Regions from separate parts of the Mus musculus genome. Here all the other regions are linked to region 1. The links are chromatin contacts, called in public HiChIP or PLAC-seq maps. All regions are on one chromosome and are shown on one strand. The core of a region is the stretch at or near the end of the contact, and the rest is flanking DNA. Distances in the headings are between cores, read along the strand shown.

Region 1 (3,934 bases), core at 935-3,434:
ATGCGTGCCTTGCATTGCAATAATTGCCTGTTTCAAGTCTGTCTTTAACTTCTCCTGTGATTATGGCCACACTGTCCATGAGAGCCGCGCAGACCAGACTTTGCATAGCTCTCTATCTCCTACAACTCTTAAGGATAAGTGGATTACATCTCCAGAAATAGCTCGCTGTGGCTCTGACAGTGGTCTACTGTCCTTTCTAAGGCCCATGTGAGCGTGACACACTGTCAGAGCCACCATGTCTCACAGTAGTTATCCCATGAAGAACATTTGCCCTCATGACTGTTGTGCCTGAGGATGCTGCCTGATGAGCAGTAAGCGGGGGCGGGGGCAGGGGGGACAGACTTCTTGGCCAAAGTTAAAATGTGTACAGACAAGTAAGAAGGCAATATATGTGGGGGAAATATACCAAATGATTCTTTTCCATTGTTTTTCCTTTTAGTCTGTATTTAAAGGGTTTTTATAAAGAATAAATACTGTCATTTATTTAGCATGCATTTAAATCACTAAATTGATGTGTGTATGTGTGTATGTGTGCACTTGCATGTGTATGTGCATGTGTGTGTGTGTGTACTCATGTGTGTGTGTGCATGTGTGTGAGTGTATGAACATGTGTATGCACATGCGTGTGTGTATGCATGCACATGTATGTGCATGTGTGTGAGCATGTGAGTGCACATGCATGTGTGTTTGCATGCACACATGTGTGTGCATGTGTGTGGGTGTGTGAGCATGTGTGTGCACGTGTATGTGTGTGTGCATGTGGAGGGGTGGGGTTTGTATTTTTTTCTTACATAATTTTAGGAGCCTTGAACAATTAATTGGTCCACTCCAGGTAGTGAGAACACACAACAGCTTGTCACCAATTCTTCCTTCCTTTCTTTAAGCTATGAAGGCTGAGGTGAAAGGGTACCTCGTAGACGGGGCCAATGGCAGAAGGCAGACTAGGGTTTCATTGCTTTCCTCCTCGCCCCACACTGAGACAGAGCAGCTTTTGCTCACCTCTGCCCCCAAACTCCCAGGAGAGTTATAAGTCCTGGGTAATGTGGCTGTCCAAGTATGAGAGATGTCAGTCATACAGCTCCAGAAAAGGGATCATGAGGTGGCCTAGATCTCCTGTGTGGCCTATCACCTTGTCTTAAATCTCTCTCTTGTTTTGTTTTGTTTTGTTTTGTTTTGTTTTGTTTTCGAGACAGGGTTTCTCGGTGTAGCCACCACCACGGCTTAAATCTCTTACTGAGCCGAAGAAGTGTGTGTTCCTCCGAGTGGTGCAGAGTCAACTGTTTCTTCTGCCTGATGTATTCTCAGGACGGGGACTTGTGGGCTTCAAGGAAACCCATCCAAGCAGGGTGCTGTGGACCACAGCAGGAGGTCAGACAGGCTAAGCTGCCTGTGCCCCCTCCCCCAAGAGGCTGTGGGTTCCAAAGTCTGGGTTCCCAGAGGCGTGATGACAAAAGGCAGCTGTGGTCCTTTGGGTTTCTGAAAGTGTTCCTTCCTGGTAGAGAAAAACAAGGACATATTGACAGACTAGTTCTTTTCATAGCCTGATAGCAGTCTGTGCTGTTCAGACGCAAAGGAAACACAGGGTACCAGCTCACTGTGCTTCGCATTAGCGTTCCCAGGACTCCGGCTCCTGGGGGAGAGAGTGCTCAGATGGGCCAAGGCTGGGGGTGGGGACCAAAGACACTGCTTCCCTTCATTTATTGTTTAACACCGTCAACCACCCACGTGTTTTGTTTGGTTTGTTTTGATTCTCTCCTATTGTTGACCTGGACTTCCTTTCCCCATGATGTCTTTCATGTCCCCCGCCACGTGTGTGTGTCCTCCGTGCCCCCACCCCCACCCCCGAGTGTAAGCTCCTAGGTTTGTAATCTTGGAAGCATCATTTATTTTTCCAGACACTTTGGGAGGAGGAAGGCTAGGTGGGGTCAGGAGCTTGTTTACTGTATGACCTCCCCTCCCCTCCCCTTGCTCGCCTGTCCTCCCTCAGCTCAACCCTGGCTGGTTTGTTTTCAGTGGGATTTTCACTCGCTAGCTGCAAGGTCAGCGCAATGAATCTGGATTGCGCAATAGGTCCCCACAAACACCGAAAAAGCAACGGTCTGACATGTTTGTTTGTTTGGTCCGGCCGTGATTATGTAACTGCCTCTGTTTTCTCTGTGCACTGGTGTCCCTATCCAAGTCTCCAGAAATAGGACAGCAGCCATTCCAGGTAGCAGGGGAATGGCCCTTCCTCACTTTCTGACGATTTTTTTTTACGCTCTTCTGTCTTTGGGGAAAGCGGCAGGCTAAGGAAAACCGGGAAGCCACGCAGACCTCTGCCTGTGACACAGCACGTGGGCTGGCCTCTGGCAACTGACAGAGGGAACATTGCTGCTGATGCGAAGAAAAGTCATCAGAGATTCTAAAAAATAACGGTAAATATAGTGAGTCTTGTTTGGTTTTAATTATAGCTGATTGGTGGTCTGTTTCTAGAAAAAAATAAATCAGTCTGTTAGCTATTACTAACTTTCCTTATTCACTCCCACAGACTATGGCGGATAAGCAAGGAGGGACAGGAGGTGACCAAGGCCACAGTGGGGAGAGACCTAGCAGAGAGAGCACCCACCTCAATCAGGCCACAGCCGGGACGGAGGTTCTGAGCCACGTCTCCTGAGTTCATTTACTCGGTGGAAGTCAATCTTAATTGTCAATTCGATGAGATTTTTAATCGCCATGGAAACAGACCTCTGAGCATGTCACGGAGACAGTTTCTATATCAGGTTAATCGAGGTGAGAAGATCCATGCTCAGTATGGGTATCAGACGAGAAAGAAAGAAAGAAAGAAAGAAAGAGAGAGAGAGAGAGAGAGGAGGGAGGGAGGGAGGGAGGGAGGGAGGGAGGGAGGGAGGGAGGGAGGGGAGGGGAGGGGAGGGGAGGGGAGGGGAGGGGAGGGGAGGGGAGGGGAGGGGAGGGGAGGGGAGGGGGGGAGGGGAGGGGAGGAGGGGAGGGGAGGGGAGAGGAGAGGAGAGGAGAGGAGAGGAGGAAGAAAGGAAGGAAGGAAGGAAGGAAGGAAGGAAGGAAGGAAGAAAGAGAGAGAGAGAGAGAAAGAGAGAGAGAGAGAAAGAAAGAGAGAGAGAAAGAAAGAAAGAGAGAAAGAAGGAAGACTTCCCTGGTTTCTTACTGTGCATGCAGCTTATAGCTGCCTCACCTCACCGGGCCCAGGAGCTATTCACCAGCGTGGACTGACTCTGAAACTGTCAACCACAGCAAATCTTTGCTTCCTAAAGTTGCTTCGCCAGGCAGTTTGTCCAAGTATCAAGGCAAGAACCTTATAAACCCTACCAGAAAGATTCTCCTGTGAGGTCTGGAAAGTACCATGGTCAGCTGGTGGAACTTCTCAAATAACCAGAAACCCAACTCAAAGAGAACTTCCTTGAGACATGAAACTGGAAGAAATTTGCAGACAAATGAACCATGTGCTGTGATAAAGGGTTAGGTGCACACAAATGTGCTTCCAAGTTCCTTGTGGGAAGTCGAGAGCTTTGAGCGGTCCGAAGACTGCCCACAAAACAGTCTCACTGCACTGGGTGGTGCAGGGGTGGAGGGGGTGGGGCCACAGCTACTCTGGCAGAGATAGAGGAAGCTGCATCTCAAATTCTGGAGGGCTCAAGGCAGCTTGGGCCTGACCCAAGGTAGGTCCTCTAAATTAAATGCCTACTTCCTATGAGGGAAACTGTGGGCTCATGAGATGCCCAATCACAGTTGAGACTATTGAGTGTCTGCCTCTGTGGTGAGAGAGAAAGAAAGATGGCCTCAGCCCGGTAAGCTGTGTGTGGTCTCCACTGTGTATCCAGCTTCACACTCATCCCCTGCCTCTATTCTCAACAGGTACATCTGAGGTACAACAGTCTACCTCATAGTGGCCTCTGACAGTCCAAAGCACGAGCGGTCATTG
Region 2 (3,934 bases), core at 420-2,919, 300 kb before region 1:
GACTCAACTCTCCAGTTCCCTGTCTAGCGATGTGACGGCTGAAAATGGAAATCCTGTCACCAATGGTGAGCCTCTCTAAATGCAAGAGCCAGCAGGCCAAAGTTTTAAGCCACATGTACTTTGGAGGAAGAGTATATTTAACAGTTAAAAATGAAGTAGGCTTGGGCCGGAGAGATGGCTCAGTCGTTAAGAGCACTGACTGCTCTTTCAGAGGTCCTGAATTAAATTCCCAGCAACTACATGGTGGCTTACAACCATCTCTAATGGGATCAGATGCCTTCTTCTGGTATGTCTGAGGACAGCTACAGGGTGCTCATATACAGAAAATAAGTAAATAACTCTCTAAAATGTAAAAAAAAAAGTAAGTTTAATAGCTGGAGATAGAATGTAAGCTGCAAAGCTCTGCCTTGGGCATCACTGTCAGCATCCTACCGCTCAGGCAGAAGAGAGTAACTCACTCTCAGTATGATGACCTTTCGGAGGTTTGGTGGGATGCCGCTCTGCAGGAAGCAGCAGAAGGTGCTTCTTGTGCTGGGGAGAACATGAATGTCCAACCAACGTTGTAGAATTAAATGTTTTCACACAGCTAAGAATGTGAGAGGACGTCATACTGAGGGCCTTCAGAGGGCAGACTGGCTTTAGGTTATCAGGTGACTATCACTTAGAAACCAGCTGGGCTGCTACATCCGGGTCTATGCAAACAGATGTTTTCCCTGATATGGATTTAGTAGTGACTGATGGGAAAATCCAGCTCTTCTTTCCTGAGGGTGCCCAGAAGAGCCCTATGAGGCATCTCTGCTTACTCTGAAAAAGGTGGCCAGAGAGCTAATAGTCAAAGGCTGAGTTAGGGACCAGAGGCCACAATTCTCTTTATTGTTTCCTTTGCTTCCATGAAAGCCTGACTAAGGAGAGAAGACTTTATGGCAGCTTACGGTTGGAGAAGATACAGCCCACCATGCCATGGAAGCCATTGGTAGTGGGAGGTGAGGTGGCTGGTTCCATTGTTACAGCAGCCAGGATGAGAGGGAGAGATGTCTGCTGGTCCTTGGCTGGCTTAATAATTTTTCCTTCTTATTTAGCTCCAGAACAGAGTGTCACCCACATTCAGGGTATGTCATCCTTCCTCTCTTAAGCCTTAATAGAATCACCATCCTAAGTGATGCTACATCCATTCACGCTGATGTCAAAAGCAACCATGACAGCCACACTAGCCCAGCAAGGCAGCCTAAATCTTAGGCTCTCCTCCTGGGGACCTTGGGAACACTGGAAAAGCCTAATTCTCTGATAGCAGACTAAGTCCAGGATTCACTAAGGCCACTGAGGGGGGTGGAACTGAGATGTAGCCATCACAGAATCAGTTGTACTAGAACCAGGACCATGGGTTAGCTAAGGCTCCTCTGAATCTCCAAGTTGGGCTGAGGCCATAACATCCTTAGGCTCCTGGGGAAAACCTATGTAAATCTGTTCCAAAGGACAATAAAAGACTAGGCCGGTTAATATGATCACAAACCAAAAGACACAGCACACAATGAAGACTTATAAGACCTATGAGCACAAAACTCAGATGGAAAAATCAGAGACAGAACTGAATTGGCAGTCACAGTTTACTCATAAGAGCTTAAAAGGTCAGCGCAGAGAGACACGTGCCTTAGAGGAAGTGAATAAAAGCAGAAATTCCATCTGAATGGGAACTTGACTGCCCAACAGAAAATGGAACACACATCACAGCAAAGCCCATACAGGGTGATGTTGAATTTGACCAGAGAGTTGTTTAGGTGGGCAATAGGCAGGTAGTCTCTACAGAAAACCACATGGGATTGGAGGAAATGATGGGGGCATGCACCCAGCTCAGTGGGAAAGGTGGTGGGGTTCTGGAGAAAGAGGTGGTGATTAACCATAGAAACGTGTGCTAGTTTCCCAGCCCTTGTGAAAGCATCCAGGCATCGGCCCAACTTGGTTTGTTATAGAGCCCAGCAAACTCTTCCTGTATAACCCAGACATGAGCAGTGTCAATACAAGCACTGAGAACAGATGCTCTGTACACTTAATTCATAATCCATAAAGCTTAAAATAAATTTAGCACTCTCCAAACTAGTGAGCAGATGTCTCATTATCTATTGTCATGTGAGGAGTTACTCTCCCTTCTCCCAATTTTGAGAGTTAATACAACAAACGGGGATTATTTTGGATCTGCTAAGGGTCTTCTAAAACATCCCAGTAAGGAGATCCCAGGAGAGAGAAGGCTGAGTCCCTCACCAGAAGCAGAGCTGTCTTGGGGAGGACTTGGGCTTCCAGGGAGCGCCCCATGTGCTTGACTTTGAGTAGTCACAGTCCTGCAGATCAAACAACAAATACATTAGAGAAGGAGGAAGCAAGGTAACTCTTTAACCAAATATTTCATCTGTTTTGTTTTTAAAAAATCATCAAAACATAAAAGTTACAACTTAGGAAATGGTCGTAGGTAGATTCAATCAAGGTGACTCAAATCTCTCAAGGCAGATTGACTGGTGGAAGCTGATGAATTTTTACAAGCACCATGACTTCCTGGCCCATGGTATTTTCTCATATCAATGCAGTTCCAGGACCTGTGTGTTAGAGTCTCAATAAGCATGTGCCCATTGAAGAAACACTACTACTTGCAAATGAACCACTAATTGCTAGGTAGAGAGCCAGAAAAATCCAGTCCTCAGTGTTACAGAGCCATTTCCACACATGTAGCCTGTGGCTTGCTTATTACCACAGAACCTCGAGAGAAGAACAAGATTTTATTCGATTTTATTTTGTTTTATCTTGTAAGTGGGGTTGGGGGATGGGGATACCACATGTGTGAAAGTACCCAGGGAGGCCAGAAGATGACATCAGATATTCTGGAACACCACACCCTTTAGCATAGTGTCATACTGCCCGGGTTCAAACTCCAAACCCGATGCAATAATATCCAAACATAGGACAAAGGTCCTTAACCTTTCACCTTCCAATTTTCTCCTATTAAAAAGCGTGATGCAAGACTATGCCAGGACTTTTACAGGGAACCTAGTAGATGGGCCTAACCCCAAAGTTAGTGTTTGGTCAACACTACCTATTCACAAGCTGTGAGCCTCTCAGTGTGGAACCTGGGAACTCAGCTAGGGTCCTCTGGAAGAGCAGCAAGTGTTTTAAGCCACTGAGCCATCTCTCCAGCCCCGGGGGATCAATTTTGTTGCGGATTTATCATGCCCATGCCCAGGGTATAGTCAATGTCCATTCTAAAGAAAGCACCAGAAGCAAGTAAATATTTAAAATAATTTAAAGTTCTGGATGAGGCAGAAATAGCACTATTTTCTAGGAAATGATTTCTTTGGAGTGCCAGGATCTGCGTGCTACCTCTGTTTCCCAGAAATAATTATGTTTGCTCATTTGCTGAAATACAGTTATGTGTGGCTAATTATAGCGATCACTTACTTTAATTGCATCCTTTCGCTGATGTGAACACAGACTTGGATACTTTTTTTTTTTGTACTTAATTATTCCCTGGACTTGTGGTTATTTATTATTACATTCGAGAGCCGCCTTTGGTGTTAGGACGCTTCAGCTATATCAAACAAAAATATTGTCAAGATAAAGATGTTTATTTTGTGGCAAAGCAGAGAAATAAAAAAAGTTCGAACTAGGACATTCTACGGTCAGTATGATTTTCTCTCTCGCTACTCAATGGATATGCATTTTATTGCTGAGCATCAGGAAAAATGGCAATTAAAGATGGAGTCATTACATTTGAGTTTACATTTATCTCTCTTCTGTTTATATGCATTATATTCACTCTCTGTGTGTAGTCTGGGTTATCTGCTCCAGGAGGAGCTGGATAAGGAGGAAGAACTGCTTGTTGATCTCAGCATTGTTCCCTTTGTCTGGAACTGAGGGACATCAGGACCAAGTCACACAGACCTGGGGTTAG
Region 3 (3,934 bases), core at 899-3,398, 270 kb before region 1:
CACATTGAACATCTAGCCCAGTGCTGCTCTCCATAGGGCAGACCTTCAGGCCTAGCTCAGCTCCAGTTCCACATCTACCATGTCTTTAAGGTCCCTGTAAGGAGTGAAGTTCAGGGTCACAGTTATAGTCTGCGTTATTTCCCTTTTCCTGTTGCTCAGCTGGTCATCCCCATTCAACACACAGACCCTCTGCAAGCCTTCTACCATGGCAACCTCACCAACACAGATGGTTAAAAGCAGAGTGATAGGAAAACAGATCTCTCTTGCCTAGCTGCTCTGTCTACACTGTGGGTATCACAGAAAGGCGTCCATGGAATCTCCTCAAATCAGGCCACGAGCTGTGTATAGAGCAGAGGACCGATCCATGGGCTCCAAAGGTTTAATGGTGTCTCTGTCTATGCCTTGGTATAACAGTTGCCTCCTGTCTGTCAATGCTAATGACAGTTCTGTGCAACCTTCCAAAGAGGAAGATGAAGTAGGGTGACCTCTGTCTTATAGATGGGTGAATTCCACCTGGTGTGAAGCCAGCAGACCCTGAGCTGAGATGTGGCAGGGCCCGTGGCCTCCTGTGACTTCTTCTTTCCCTAAAATGAAATAAATGTTTCCCTTTCAGAAGCAAAATGATCATTTTGTTACCAGAATAAGTTTTACCTCTTAATGATAACATTTGGTTTACTTGGAAATAGCAAACGACAATCAAATAATTGATGTGTTATTGTTACCAATACATCATAAGATCACAAAAGAGGACAGACACTGGTGCAGGTGTTTCTATGACACCATGTGGTATTTGAAATGCTTCTTGTTTACACTGTACTGGACCACACCAGAGTAACATAATGGTACTGGCTTGTTATTCAGAGATACCAAAGCCCCTTTTATCACCTCTGAGACCATCTTACTTGAGTTTTGCAATCTAATAAATTTAATAGATCTAAATGAAGCAAATTAAATGTTATTAGCCCCATAGTGTTTTCCTTTTGGGACAAGCCTCTGAAAATCGTGATCTTAAAACCTCTCTGCGTCAGATATAGAATGTCTAACTTCCATTTAGACATACCTGTGCACGTGCTTATTTTTTTAATGAAGAACAATAATGCTGGTATTCTGGCGTCCCTTTTGTGCAAGTCCGGCACTTCTCCTTTTACGCCTAATAAATTTCCCTTAATCAGGGCTAATCTCTAAAATAGAATCTGAGGAATGTGCTGTGGTATTCTCCAAAGAAAGGGTTTATTCTGAGCTCAGGCTGATTATCGAAACCATCAGTCAGAGTTTCACTTATTGGGGAACCACGGAAAGCTCTTTGCTGGTTGATTCCATTCCTCTGGACGCCCTTCAGTATTGCAAGCCTTCGACACCCTCATTAAGAGGGCTTGCTAATGGTTTGTGTGCATAAGCTTCACATTTTATAATGTACTTGGGAATTTGACTATTTCTAGTAAATACAGCAAAGCTCTCAAAAGAGAGAAAAGGTTTTTTTTGTTTTTTTTTTTTTGTTGTTGTTGTTATTGTTTTTTTTTGTTTGTTTTTTTGTTTGTTTGTTTTTTGATCGGGGAGTAGTGGTTTTTTTAGTTTTGGTTTTCCAGAAAGAAAAGCAAGGTGGGGAGATCAGTCAGCAAAGCATTTACTATGAAAACAACATGAGCTGAGTTCAAGTGCCAGAACCTACCCAAAACAAAACAAAAACCCACCAACAAACAAAAAAATCTTGTACAGACAGCACCTGCTTGTAAACCCTGGTTCTGGAAAGATAGACACACTTGTATCCATGCAGCTGCCTAGCCTTCTTGGGGAAGTCCAGATCAGTGAGATACTCTGCCTTGAAAAACAAACAAGATGGTATCTGAGAAACAATGCCCAAGGTTCACACACACGCACACAGGCACACACACACAGAGGAATGCACAGGAGAAGACACCATGACTCGAGAGATTTGAGATGTTTTCTGTCAAATTCCCTGCCAAGTCTCACTGAGATCAGCAGCTTCCTAGAGACAGGCACCTCTGTGCTCAGGTCAGTGTGATGCTGACTTCAAAGCTGTGCCTTTTGGAGTTTAAATGGAGGGCCACATCTGGCATCTTTTTAGTTGTCCTAGACAATGCTGCAGAGTCCATGCTGCAGTGGAAATGTAGAGGGGTGTTTGTGTCTGTTGCAGAGAGAAGGAGGGCACAGCCAGTGGGGAGCCCAGTGCCATCTGCAGAGTGGAGGCTGGAGTTCCTTTGTCTGGGTTTCGAATTTACTCTTTGTTAGGAACAGGTCTCTGTTACAGGCTTGTCTCACCTGGCTTTCTTCAGTTAAACTGAGTGTTTGCTATGCACTTTCTCTTGTTTTAATTCCTAGCTTAAACATTGTTTCTGTTCCTTTAGTGGTTTGGCTAGCGGGTGGGACACGCATGCTTGACTCATTACATTCTAGCATATTTTATTACTTCTATCACTTTCCTGATATTTCTAGAGCTCAGGCTTTAACCTTTCCTTAATCCCTCCAGCTTGTGCAGTTACAGTTGGCAGCCTTGTGTGTTTTGTGTGAGACTTACCGTCTAGGGGACGTTCCAAGCATCTAATTGATGTTTACCTGCAGGCTTGCTAATTACAGAGTTCCTAAACCTTAAATTTTACTTTTTTTTCCCCATCTGAGATCACTCTCTCCCTATATAAAGGGAAACCTTCCTTTTGAGTCTCTGTCTATGCACGATATCTGAGGACACTTTTTGTTTGTGCACCGTCTTTACTTCACTCTGTGTTTTGAAGGCTAGCTCTGTCAGACAGAGAGCTGGATTGGCTCTCAGTAATTCCATTCATGTTTCTTTGCTCTCCCAGCCTCCAGTATTCCTATTAAGAAGTAAGTGTCTGCTCCTATCATAGGCCCTTTGGATATCAGCACATCCTTTTTTTTTTTTTCAATATTTTTTAATTAGGTATTTTCTTCATTTACATTTCAAATGCTATCCCAAAAGTCCCCCCATTAAACCCACACACACACTCCCCTACCCACCCACTCCCACTTCTTGGCCCTGGTGTTCCCCTGTACTGAGGCATATAAAGTTTGCAAGACCAAGGGGCCTCTCTTCCCAATGACATTCTTCCTTTAGTTTTGTATTCATTCTTTGAAAATTTCATACATGGATACACTGTATCTTGATCATATCCAACCCTCATTCTTGTCTTCTAGGTCCTCTGAGGATCCAGAATCTCTATCATACCTCCCTCTAACTGCATGTCCTTCTAAATGTTTGATTTGGTTTGGTTGTTTGGATGTTTGGTTGGTTGGTTAGTTGGTTGGTTGGTTTGAGCCATTTAGTCCAGTTAGTGCTGCTGAGATGCAGGGAGGAGCTGGGATCATACACTTGGGCTAGTGCAGAAACTACCAGTGTCCACACTCTTGAAGAAAAGCACCTCTGCCTACCCCATGCTGTATCCTGAATGTGGGAAAATTCAGAACACAGGAGACTGGCCTCAGTGGGATCTCACATTAGCAGAGGAGAGCAGAGGGATTTTAAAATGTACCCATGAAGAGTCACATGGATGTCACACACTTACCAGACCCTGACTGTAGCTTAAATAAGTGCCTGGACAGAAGAAGTTGGGTGATAAGCTGAACAAAGCCATAGCTAAGAACACAGACTCTGAAGCCACCTTCTCTGTGTGCTGTTGGGCAAACAAACTTTTCTGTGCCTCGGCTGCCTCATCCACAAAATAATAGCACCGACTTTGTAGAACTCATAGGAGAAGCCTGGTTCACAGAAAGTTGCCTGCACTTGCTAGCCCTCCACAGCATCTACTAGCTGGAAAATTCTATGTACTCCCCAGAGCCCTGTTTTCTTGGTTCATTTCATAGTGGATAGAAGCAGTCTGAAGAATTTTCTCATGTGCAGATCATCCTGGAAACTAGTAAAGCACTAAGGAGCCATCCCGCTTTGGAGACCCTTTCTACG

Evidence for each region. HiChIP or PLAC-seq counts read pairs in DNA pulled down with a chosen protein or histone mark.
Region 2: an H3K4me3 HiChIP or PLAC-seq map of bone marrow-derived macrophages shows a contact between it and region 1, with 5 times the contacts expected there. The contact joins the enhancer-like site here to the promoter of 4833411C07Rik in region 1. A contact is called at or near these places in 1 of 15 datasets of contacts at CTCF or cohesin (the NIH/3T3 cell line), 6 of 484 Hi-C or Micro-C datasets (3T3-L1-derived adipocytes, bone marrow-derived macrophages, embryonic stem cells and 1 more) and 5 of 115 datasets of contacts at active chromatin or transcription factors (bone marrow-derived macrophages, embryonic basal ganglia, embryonic limb bud and 2 more).
Region 3: a contact with region 1 is called in an H3K27ac HiChIP or PLAC-seq map of extraembryonic endoderm stem cells, with 4 times the contacts expected there. The contact joins the enhancer-like site here to the promoter of 4833411C07Rik in region 1. A contact is called at or near these places in 2 of 484 Hi-C or Micro-C datasets (bone marrow-derived macrophages and nephron progenitors) and 4 of 115 datasets of contacts at active chromatin or transcription factors (bone marrow-derived macrophages, embryonic limb bud, embryonic stem cells and 1 more).

Annotation. Positions count from the first base shown.
Region 1 is chr8:10,897,738-10,901,671 of GRCm38.p6, forward strand. It overlaps 4833411C07Rik (RIKEN cDNA 4833411C07 gene), which reads left to right and starts at 2,185. Exons shown (of 3, transcript NR_102285.1): 1 at 2,185-2,414; 2 at 2,528-2,769; 3 at 3,868-3,934. Gm2814 (predicted gene 2814) reads right to left here and starts at 2,814. Exons shown (of 2, transcript NR_166616.1): 1 at 2,606-2,814; 2 at 432-1,492.
Region 2 is chr8:10,594,877-10,598,810 of GRCm38.p6, forward strand. Myo16 (myosin XVI) reads left to right here. Exons shown (of 35, transcript NM_001319151.1): 33 at 1-65. Among named protein-coding and RNA genes, the nearest start is that of Gm32330, 77 kb to the right of the region's middle. Within about 2 kb of position 1,670, at least 4 of the 459 cell types and tissues checked have an H3K27ac peak or open chromatin away from gene starts, as enhancers often do. A contact at or near this core is called in bone marrow-derived macrophages and hepatocytes, where this site is marked.
Region 3 is chr8:10,627,668-10,631,601 of GRCm38.p6, forward strand. The region is part of intron 34 of Myo16 (myosin XVI); the gene reads left to right. Among named protein-coding and RNA genes, the nearest start is that of Gm32330, 44 kb to the right of the region's middle. Within about 2 kb of position 2,149, at least 48 of the 459 cell types and tissues checked have an H3K27ac peak or open chromatin away from gene starts, as enhancers often do. A contact at or near this core is called in extraembryonic endoderm stem cells, where this site is marked.